Linked DNA regions of Zea mays: all the other regions are linked to region 3. A link is a contact called in public Hi-C data. All regions are on one chromosome and are shown on one strand. The core of a region is the stretch at or near the end of the contact, and the rest is flanking DNA. Distances in the headings are between cores, read along the strand shown. Region 1 holds the start of LOC100284286 (succinyl-CoA ligase beta-chain). Region 2 holds the start of LOC100279946 (putative casein kinase family protein). Region 3 has its middle 79 kb from the start of LOC100281666.

Region 1 (3,542 bases), core at 650-3,149, 200 kb before region 3:
CGCTGCGTGTCCCAGCCCAGATGGGTCGGCGCGAGATGGGACACAAAGGGGGGAGAACAGTAAGGGGAAACCGCGGCCTTCGTGTTGTCCTGCGCCCAGGGCGGATGGATGCGCTTGCAGTAGGGGGTTACAAGCGTTCGCGTGGGAGAGAGAGAGAGAGCGAGAGCCTTATGCGTCAGCCCGTTCTCCCGCGCGGCCAACCCTCTCGTACGAGAGCCCTGGACCTTCCTTTTATAGGCGTAAGGAGAGGGTCCAGGTGTACAATGGGGGGTGTAGCAATGTGCTAACGTGTCTAGCAGAGAGGAGCTAGATCCCTAAGTACATGCCGTCGTGGCAGTCGGAGAGGTTTTGGCACCCTGTTCATGTGATGTCGTGGCCGTCGGAGGAGCGCTTGGGCCCTGTGGAAGGACAACTGTCGGGGCTGTCGAATCCTTGCTGACGTCTCCTTGCTTCCATAAGGGGCTGAGAGCCACCGTCGTCATGGAGCACGCGGGGCGCCATCATTATTTGTTTACCGGGGCGAGCCAGATGGGACGCCGGTCTTGTTCCCCGTAGCCTGAGCTAGCTAGGGGTAGGGTAATGATGGTCCCCCCTGTGACGTGGTCGGTCCGAGCCCTAGGTCGGGCGAGGCGGAGGCTCCTCCGAGGTCGAGGTCGAGTCCGAGCCCTGGGGTCGGGCGAGGCAGAGTCTGTCTTCCGAGGTCGAGGTTGAGTCCGAGCCCTGGGTCGGGCGAGGCGGAGACCGTCTTCCGAGGCCGAGGCTGTGTCCGAGCCCTGGGGTCGGGCGAGGCGGAGTCCGTCGTCCAGCGTCGAGGTTGAGCCCGAGCCCTGGAGTCGGGCGAGGCGGAGCTTCCTATGGTGCCCGAGGCTGGACTTAGCCGCTGTCGACCTCACTCTGGCGAGTGGCACGGCAGTCGGAGTAGGACAGGCGGCGCTGTATTCCTGTCAGGTCGGTCAGTGGAGCGGCGAAGTGACTACGGTCACTTCGGCTCTGTCGACTGAATAGCGCGCGTCAGGATAAGGTGTCAGGTGATCCTTGCATTAAATGCTCCTGCGATACGGTCGGTTGGCGTGGCGATCTGGCCAAGGTTGCTTCTCCGCGAAGACTGGGCCTCGGGCGAGCCGAAGGTGTGTCCGTCGCTTGAGGGGGCCCTCGGGCGAGACGTGAATCCTCCGGGGTCGGCTGCCTTTGCCCGAGGCTGGGCTCGGCCGAGGCGAGAACGTGTCCCTTGAGTGGACTGAGCCTTGATCTTAATCGCGCCCATCAGGCCTTTGCAGCTTTGTGCTGATGGGTGTTACCAACTGAGATTAGGAGTCTTGGGGGTACCCCTAATTATGGTCCCCGACACTTTTCGGACTAACGTCTGGTGAGGTGTCTCTCGGTTTGCAGCTACTCTGGATGAACTTCATTCTCCGCTTGCGTGCTCTCTTCGTGTATGTATCTAGTGGTATACTACCTATATCGCCTCCAGATGTCCATGTCTTCGTCGTGTCCTTCTCCGGCAACGAACAAGTATGATTGCCTCTTCCAATCTACAAAACCTTGAAAGTGGGGGAGGCGAGGGATGAGGTCCCTGATTTGCTGCCTATGGTACCCATTCGATAGCTCGACATTGTCTGTTTACATGACCTTTCCTTTACCACGATGTCGACTCGCTTAGTCAAATAAAAAAATTATGTGGAGAGAAGAGACAATCAATAAAAAACTTTGACAATTAATAAAAAACTTTGAGATCTTTTTGATGGATACTTTATGTGGTTATTATTGTGAGCCGTCGCAAGGTAGGGTAACCCGCTAGTATCCATCGAGAATGACTTCATTCTGAGTGAAACCATTCTCCGTTCAACGTGTACTGGTCTGGTCTACCCCGGGCCCGGTCCGCACCCCGCCGCCGCACCCGCACGGCCCCCCTTCGTCCCTTCCGCAAGAAAGGAAACGAGAGAGAAAATCGAGTGAAAAGGAAGGGAAACAACATAACAAATCGCAAAGAGGCGTCTTCCAAGCTTGTAGGGTTACCGGATCGGAGGAGCATCCCCGCCTAGGTCACCACAGCCATGGTTCGCGGATCGCTAGGCAAGCTTGCGTCGCGCGCCCTCTCCGTCGCCGGGAGATGGCAGCACCAGCAGCTTCGCCGCCTCAACATCCACGAGTACCAGGTGTCCAGCGCTTCCAGATCTCTCACTTTGATTTATTGGTGCTGTTTGGAGGCAGGGGCTGATGGATTGTTTGGGTCTGCAGGGTGCGGAGTTGATGGGGAAGTACGGTATCAACGTACCCAGGGGTGCGGCGGCGGGGTCCGTACAGGAGGTCAATGACGCCTTGAAGAACATGTTCCCCAGTGAGAAAGAGGTGATGACGCCACAACTTCTTCATCTTCTGTTATTCGACCCCTCATTATGTTCATCTTATCACCTCGTGATCCAAAATGCAGTCGTCCATGGCAGTGTTATTAAAACTACGTTTAAACGATGTTTAAACGTCAAAACTCTAATTAGAGGTTGAAACCACGTTTTAGCGTTTTGGCGTTCTAAACTGTAAAACGCAGTGTTTTATGCATTTTAGACCGTTAGCTACTTTTGGGCCCAGTCTATTAGTTACTTTTGAGGTTCAATCCAGCTCATGGGTGAAGTTTTGGTAAGCCACTAACCTCTCTATTTTGGTATTTAACTTCATATTATTGTCTGAAATTATGATGTATTGGTATTTTTCCTGTGTTGTTTAAAACTACGTTTAAACAAAGTTTAAACGTTTAAAAGTCAAAATTTCACCCATGAGCGTTCCAACGTTTTACAGTTTTAATAACCTTGGTCCATGGCTTGGGTGTGACAGTCACGGTGATTCTAGACCCAGAAGAATGTAGTTTACTTAGAATTTATGCTGAGTTGTGGTTGTATGGTGGTCAATTTATGATTGATTTTTCTTTTTTACGGGTGCTGGAATTAGGTGTATTTTAAGTGGTCAATGGGTTATTGAGTTGGTGGGTATAAACAGTATTTTATATTTGGCATAAACAGTCACATTTATCTTAGCTGCAAATGGAGTTATATGCAACCTTCCATGTCATATCTAACATTATCATACCGACTCTTCTCCATGCTATGTGCAATATTTCTGACCTTTATGATGTATGCATGCTTTTTATGAAAATGCTGGGTGCAATATTTCTGACCTTTTATTTGTGCATGCTTATGAAAAAGGTTCCGTATATAGCTAAGCAGCATGTATGCTTGTAATCTAAGTTAAGATTAGACATATAGTTTGCTCATTGCAATTTAGTCACAGTTTCATAGTCAAGGTGTTCTCATTACAGATAGTTGTTAAAAGTCAAATCCTTGCTGGTGGCCGAGGGCTGGGAACTTTCAAAAGTGGGCTGCAAGGAGGTGTCCATATTGTTAAGGCTGAGGAAGCTGAAAGCATTGCACGTAAGTGTACTATAGCAATTACTTGAATTCAATATGTATTGCTGGCATGCTGTGATTTGATGAAGGAAAAAAAAACTATAGCAGTTCTTCCTAGATTTTCTTAGATTTCTTTCCCGTCAA
Region 2 (3,476 bases), core at 409-2,908, 190 kb after region 3:
CATGCTGGGATCGGACAACAAAGTTTACCTATATCTCTACTAATCCTTAAGACGATAGTGTAGACTAGGCACAACCATGCCCCTGCCTCCATCCCCACCGTCCGATTGCGATGCCATCCTCGCTCGCGCCTAGCGACGGATCCGCCCCCGCATGCCTCATCTTCCATCCATCCTCGCGCCCCCGCAAGCCTCGCTCCCGCCCCCGCCTCCATCCCCGTCATGCATGTAGCCGCCTCCGCCCAACAACCATGCGGGATCCTCGCTCGTGCCTAGCGCCCGTCGTCCAACAGGGATCCACCCCCGCATGTTCAATCCAGCGATGGATCAGGAGGACTCACGAGGCACGTTGGGCTTCTGGTCGGTGGTGAGCTGCACGACCTTCAGGTAGCCCGTCTCCGACACGGTCGCCAGCACGGCCCTGGAGTCACCGAGGTTGGCGACGACGAGGTCCTCCCCCTGCTTGATGGCGCACACGGCCGTGGTGCCACTGAAGTTGCAGTCCACCCTGGCCTGGACCCGAGCTCCCTGTCCATGGTCTCAAACACGTTGGCGTAGGCCTCCCGCCACACCTCCAGCATCTGTGCCGGCGCCGGCGCCAACGACGGCGACGACCACCTGCTGCGGCTGCCGTCCGTGGACGACGGCGCCGTGGGCGACGCGTCGTTGAAGGCCGGGTCGTCCCCGTCGCCATCGCCGTCGTCGTCGGAGCCCAGGAGCAGCGCGTTCCGCTGGCTCAGGATCATGAAGGGGAGGTGGTCCCTCGCCAGCTTGCTGACCAGCTGACCGCAGCGGCCGTGCCCGTCGAACACGCCGCAGAACACGCCGTCCTCCATGCCGAATCCCTGGAGACGACAGATGAACCAGGATCCAGGATGCTAGCCACCGACGGTCCGTACGACGTCGCCAAATTAAAACTTGTGGGTTGTTTCGCCGTCGTAGGACGTAGCAAACCCCAACAAAAAACGGTGAGGAAATCCGAAACAGGAATCATCACGATCTTTCCACCCCAACCATACGGTGAATTGGTTGTGGCTGCTGTGTATTTACCCCCACTGTAGTACGTGAATTGGTGGTGGTTGCTGTGTATTTATCCGATCATACGGTGAATTGGTAGTGGGTGGCTGCTGTGATTTTTTCGTACTGGTAATTGGTAGGACAGTTCCTGGAATTTCTTGACCTCCCAGTTTAGTCCCAAGTCAAGCGCATGGGCAAGGACTGCAGCGTTACCCCCGCGAGGAAGAAATACCAGCAGAGAAATCTCTGTACCATCGATGCAAGGAAAAATGAAGTACAATCGGTGGAGTAAATTTTTTTTGAAGGGATTAAATATTTTTTAACCTAAACAAACAAATCTCTGTATCATGGAGGGTCGCAATTTGTATTCCGTGGCATCGCACGGGCACGTTTCTAGTGATAACCAAAGAATATAGGAAAGAGGAAAGACGGGTATCTGCGTAAGGAAAGAACCATGCGAAAGCACGAAAACCAGACGCAACAAAGGACCAGGGGGCAAGAGGCAACACAGAAGCAGACACGGATCAGTACCGCAGGCACAACGAAACGGGAACGAATCGCCGTGCCTCCCCTATCGCTGGTATCCGTTGTCCAGCACTCCAGCCCCCGTCCGTTTCCCACGAATTCCGCGTCCCACCCGGCCACACTTTCTCTACGAGCGCCCCCCATCTCACCCACCCAAAATTAAAATCCTCCCGGAAATCAGAGACGCGAATCCCTCGCCCCAGGCCCCGAAACCTCCGAGTTCTCTCGCCAATTCGATCCGCCTCACCGCCGCCGCCCGTCCGCCGGTCGGCCTTGACTGCTCCGTTGCACGTGGCGGTTCGCAGCGCGGAATCTACCTTGTGTTGAGAGATCCGGGGAAACCCTTGTTCCCGGTCGTTCCGGCTCGAATCTTCTGCGGACTGGCAATGTAAGCGTTCTCCATCGGAGGGCGACGATCTACGGGGCGGTTGTTGGCGGGGTCGCGGGAATGGAGCACGTGTTCGGAGGGAAGTTTAAGCTTGGGAAGAAGATCGGGAGCGGATCTTTCGGCGAGCTCTATCTCGGTTAGCGTCTCGCCGGGTTCTTGATTGAATCTCTCACGCGTCTCTGCGGATTCCTACGCGCCGCTGTTTTGTTTTGCTCGTCGTTCCGCATTTGTTGCTGATGCGCTGATGTTTGTTTTTGGCTGCAGGCGTCAACATACAGAGCGGCGAGGAGGTGGCTATCAAGTTGGTATGAGATAATCTGATACTGTTCGTGCACCATTTTTCTCTGTCGTGGAGTTATATGCCTGGCATTCGGCATGAGTTTGTTCCATATGCAAACATATCATGGTCTACCATTCTAGCAACGGTTTCGTGAAGAATTTGTGTGTAGATTATGGGATGACAGAAAATGGATGATGTTCTGCATGTAATTGCTTTAAAAAAGACTGGCATGGTCCCGAGCTATATTTTTACATGAGTAATAACAAGATTTTAAAACCTTTTCTTGGTTGTCCATGCGAATTGACCTGTGGATCCAGTTCTAATTCCAATCATGGTTCTGTTACCTTTCATTAGTGTGGCTGTATAACAGTTCCTTTTTTTTTAAAGAAAGTAACAAGGCATATTTTCAGAGCATATGAAGAAAGCACTTGCAGAATGTTGATATCTTGTGGTCTATGATAAGAGAATTTAAAGTTTTACATTCTATCCTGTATATATGTCATGATCATGGATTGACTGAAGCAAAAAAAAAGTGCTGAGAATGTTAGGTTATATTTTTCTATTTGTAATGGCTTTCTAGCCTGAACATATACTGTTACCTTTTGAGATACTGTTACCTTTTGAGACAGTATGATATTTCAGTCTTACTCTTGGTAGTACCCCTTTCAACCTCAAGACATGCTACCTGACTGTTGTCCATCTCATGTTTACCAGGAATCTGTAAAATCAAGGCATCCTCAGCTTCATTATGAGTCGAAACTATACATGCTTCTCCAAGGGGGAAGTAAGTACTAATACAGGGACATAGGTCGCTTGTTTCATATGCTTTCACTGATTTAGTTTGTTTGTTTTCCAAACTTCAGCTGGAATTCCTCATTTGAAATGGTTTGGGGTGGATGGGGAGTACAATGTCATGGTCATTGATCTTCTTGGTCCAAGTCTGGAAGACGTATTCAACCAGTGCAACAGAAAGTTTTCCCTTAAAACAGTACTTATGCTAGCTGATCAGATGGTTAGTTTCTCTTGCGGGATATATCATTTCGTTTTTTAGCTTTTGTTACCTGTATGGTGACATACCTGTAAAATTGATGGCCTGATTTCCTTGCCAAGTTAATGTCTTCATGTTGTTTTCATACAGATAACTAGGGTAGAGTACATGCACACGAGGGGGTTCCTTCATCGTGATATCAAGCCAGACAATTTCCTTGTGGGCTTAGGTCGTAAAGCAAATCAGGTTGGTGCTACTCATGATCATTTTACTGAAAATAT
Region 3 (3,615 bases), core at 1,028-3,527:
AGTTCGAGCCACAACACGGAGCTCTTGGAGGAGCAGGAGCTAGAGGGATGGATCGCTAGACCCATCACTCGTGACACCGCTCGCAGGTGTCACTTCCATGACGCTCTCGACACCTTGCTTCGTCGGGCATTCGACCGACATACTTGGCCTATTGAGTATCGTTGTGTAGTCTACCAACATCATCGCGGGTTATACCCGGACCAGTGGGAGGCTACTTGCTTGGTGCGCCGTCTGGACTGTCACACCCGGGTTTCGGGGGCACCAAGACCCGGGCGCGAGCATAATCACCAAGTGTACTGGGACCAAGTCTCACACATATGATGATTCATGATACAGAAACCAATGTCACATCTTTACTATATAATAAGAGTTCTGTACACAATAAATAATTAATTACATCATATGGAGACAACGATCCAGCAACCCAAAGTTGACAGGGAGACAACGACCTAGACATCTCACGAACTCATCACAACATCCTCCATGCGCCTCATCTTGTGGTACTTGTTCTTGACCTGTGGGGGTGCGAGACAGCATGGGTGAGCTCACATACGTTCATCGCTCAACAAGTTGTGAGGAATAATGTGCATGAACTCACCAAAGGTGGGAGCTCATGTTAAGTGTAAGGCTTACCAAAGAGGATGGTTAAAGCTGAGCATTGCTTTTAAAGTTGGTCAAAATTTTATTAGCAATTACTAAGTATAAGTAGATACCAACCCAAATAAGTAGTAGATCAAAATTGATTACAACACCCACAATGCAATGCATATGACAAATTAAGTTTAGTTCCATAAATTACTCATGTGAGGGTCTGAGCCGCTCATGACCGTGAGCACGACTGATATACCAGTTTTACACTCTGTAGAGGTTGTGCATCTTTACCCACAAGTCATGTTACCCATCTTCCAAGGGGTCATGAATCTCATACACCTCTACCAAGGAGGTGAGGCAGGGTAACACTACGAGGCCTTTACAAAGTTCCACTAGCTTCAGAAAACCCACTACATTTTCTAGGAAGCTCTGATGCAGGGATCCCTCGCCTGACAACCATCGCAGCAAAATCAACCCAAGGACCTCCCTACACTGACCACTCCCCTACGGCCTTGTCCCTTTCGGGTAAGGTAGTCATCCACTAGCTTTGCTAATTAGTCAGCCAAGGGCGTCCCATACCACCCTTGTGGTAGCATTGTTTTCCCGAGTGGTTCTCCATGTTCCAATTAACAATATGATCTTATCGTGAACAATAATTAAACAACAACATAATTGGAACATGGTCATAATGAAACATTAGTCCCAAAACCAGGTAGAGCAATAGCAAATCTACCCAATAATTCATCTGTTTGCAAGGTGGGGAATAAACAATGCTAGGGAAACCTATTAGGTCCCATCAAATTAACCTGAGCATGTCACAACGATTAATAGCGAACATTATTAGGTAATAAGGAGTGATCAAGGGGACAACTTGCCTGAGACTCAAGATTCCCAGGTACCAGGATGATCTTTATATTCTCAGGACCTCACTACTAATCGTAGCAATACAAACAAACATGGTATAGGTAAAATTAACATCATACCAAACATAAGAACAAACTGCATAATAATAATCTACACGTTGTAACGAGATCGTGGGTTCGAGAAGCACTAAAATCGGGGTTATGGTTATAAGGATATGGTTTATGTGATTAAGTATTTATCCAATATCATAAATTTTTTATTATACAACATATGAGCAAATATGCTATAAATAACTAACTCAACTTTAATCTAAATTATAACTTGATTAGGGATTTCCTTTTAATCAGATCATAATTATAGAGAGATTAACCTAGATTATTAGAGTTAATCTACTGAGTATAGATTGAACATTTATCTAATTATAAATATATAGAGTATGGTACATATGATGTTGCTACGGCGTAGAAAATATTTTTATGAAGCTAACGCAACTGGAATGGATCAAATCGGAGTTAAAACAAAGGAGATACAAATTTCCCAAGTTTTTAAGGAATTATTTATATGTTAAAAGTATTTTCTATACCCTTTTTAGAAATTTCTGAGATTTATGGACTGCGGGTACTAATCTCTAAAAGCTCGGGATGCGCTCTGTAAATTCCAGGACTGATCTATTAAGGTCTTTGAACTTGCATGGACCGCAGGTTTATTACCTACAATGACAGGGGCCCTTTAGCAAAAGACAACGACCGAAGGGGTATGGGTGGATCTGCACCGTTGGATGCAATATCGATGGCGCATATTAGATTCATCCACGCGCGAACCAGTACGCAAACGTGGGCCACAGGATTACGGGTCGACGGTCACGAACCCATCTATGTTCCACACCGTCCGATAGTCGATTCACGTCGCAAATTTAATACCCCAAACGGGTACCCACTTGTCAAATCACAGTCGTTCCTAGCCCAATCAACGGCTATGGTGAGCTCTCCTCAACATCCCACCACAGTCGTCCGTTTCCAGATCGACGCTCCAACCCTTTCTTCATCCTCCCGAGCATAGGCCGACCGGCGCAGGCACAGCCACCGCGGTGGCGCCATTACTAGCGCATAAGGTCCATGTGATCCCGCCCCCAGTCCCCATTTCTACCGTCTCTACACGACGCAGAGGTAAAATCAAAAGGCTAAAAGGGTTTCTCACCAGCGGGGGAGACCTCGGGGAGGCTGGCCACGACGCCTGGTGGGTCGGCGTTGTCTGCCAACACCGGCGAGAAATCTCGACGATTCCAGTCGATTTTAGACCACAACGGCACCACGCACGCAATCTATATGTCCCGACGAAGCCCCCGACCACAATTGAAGTTCTGGCACTAGCGTAAACGGGAAAACAACTCACAGCGGATTCTGTACAAGCTCCAATCCCCCAGGCAATGGCGTTCTGATAGCTGGCGAGGTTGCAGATTTGGAGGAATAGGGGCGATGGCCTCAGTATTTATCCTCCGGCCAAGAACTCGCCGAGGTGGGGGTGGAGGTCTTCGGCGGTCCATTACAACGGCCTGCCGAACCACGCGGAGAAGGTAGTCCTGTGCAACCGGGCCCACCCACCAGGGAGCACGGGGGAGGCTCAGTTAAATACACCAGGACGGAGCCCAGCACAGGGGGTGGCCGGCGCGCGTTGTCGCAACAACCCGAGACATCCGTGAGTCCGTTGAGGAGAGGTAGGTGATGCTCCTGCGCAGTTGGCCCCAGCAGGCAGCGTTTAGTGAAGCAAAGCTGGCGCGCGACGGGGAAGGACGTGGCTGACGGTGCGGGCCCAACATGTCAGTGAGCGGGAGCGAGTGAGTAGTTGGCCTATGCGACGTGGATGAAGTGGGCCGGTAGGAGATTGGCCCAGAGCGGTTATGGGTTTTATCTTTTTCTTTTCTTCCTTTTTATTCTCTTTTCAAATTCCAAACTCGTGTATTCAAACTTAAATTTTAAGCTCCTGTTTAAATTTTTAGGTTTCCAAATGTTCTAATGGAAATATAAATTCTACTGTTTACAAATTTTATTCTTCTTCCCTTGTTATTTATTTATGGGAGGGATGAACGGTTTCGTAAACATTTCCTTTCTCATTTTCTATTTCATGTTTTTTATTTAACATTGGAGGTCAAGTTTATGTTTT

The links. Hi-C and Micro-C count contacts between places; a contact is called where the count stands out from the background.
Region 1: a Hi-C map of endosperm shows a contact between it and region 3, with 7 times the contacts expected there. The contact joins the promoter of LOC100284286 here to the enhancer-like site in region 3. A contact is called at or near these places in 2 of 25 Hi-C or Micro-C datasets (endosperm and tassel).
Region 2: a contact with region 3 is called in a Hi-C map of tassel, with 2.2 times the contacts expected there. The contact joins the promoter of LOC100279946 here to the enhancer-like site in region 3. A contact is called at or near these places in 5 of 25 Hi-C or Micro-C datasets (ear, endosperm, leaf and 1 more).

Annotation. Positions count from the first base shown.
Region 1 is chr4:146,922,008-146,925,549 of Zm-B73-REFERENCE-NAM-5.0, forward strand. It overlaps LOC100284286 (succinyl-CoA ligase beta-chain), which reads left to right and starts at 1,900. Exons shown (of 12, transcript NM_001157181.1): 1 at 1,900-2,156; 2 at 2,239-2,349; 3 at 3,311-3,422. The coding sequence starts at 2,055.
Region 2 is chr4:147,309,405-147,312,880 of Zm-B73-REFERENCE-NAM-5.0, forward strand. LOC100279946 (putative casein kinase family protein) reads left to right here and starts at 1,659. Exons shown (of 14, transcript NM_001152896.1): 1 at 1,659-2,063; 2 at 2,192-2,232; 3 at 2,922-2,991; 4 at 3,071-3,219; 5 at 3,346-3,441. The coding sequence starts at 1,988. It also overlaps the pseudogene LOC109945829.
Region 3 is chr4:147,123,259-147,126,873 of Zm-B73-REFERENCE-NAM-5.0, forward strand. No RefSeq gene overlaps it. Among protein-coding and RNA genes, the nearest start is that of LOC100281666, 79 kb to the left of the region's middle. Within about 2 kb of position 2,278, at least 17 of the 20 cell types and tissues checked have an H3K27ac peak or open chromatin away from gene starts, as enhancers often do. A contact at or near this core is called in ear, endosperm, leaf and 1 more, where this site is marked.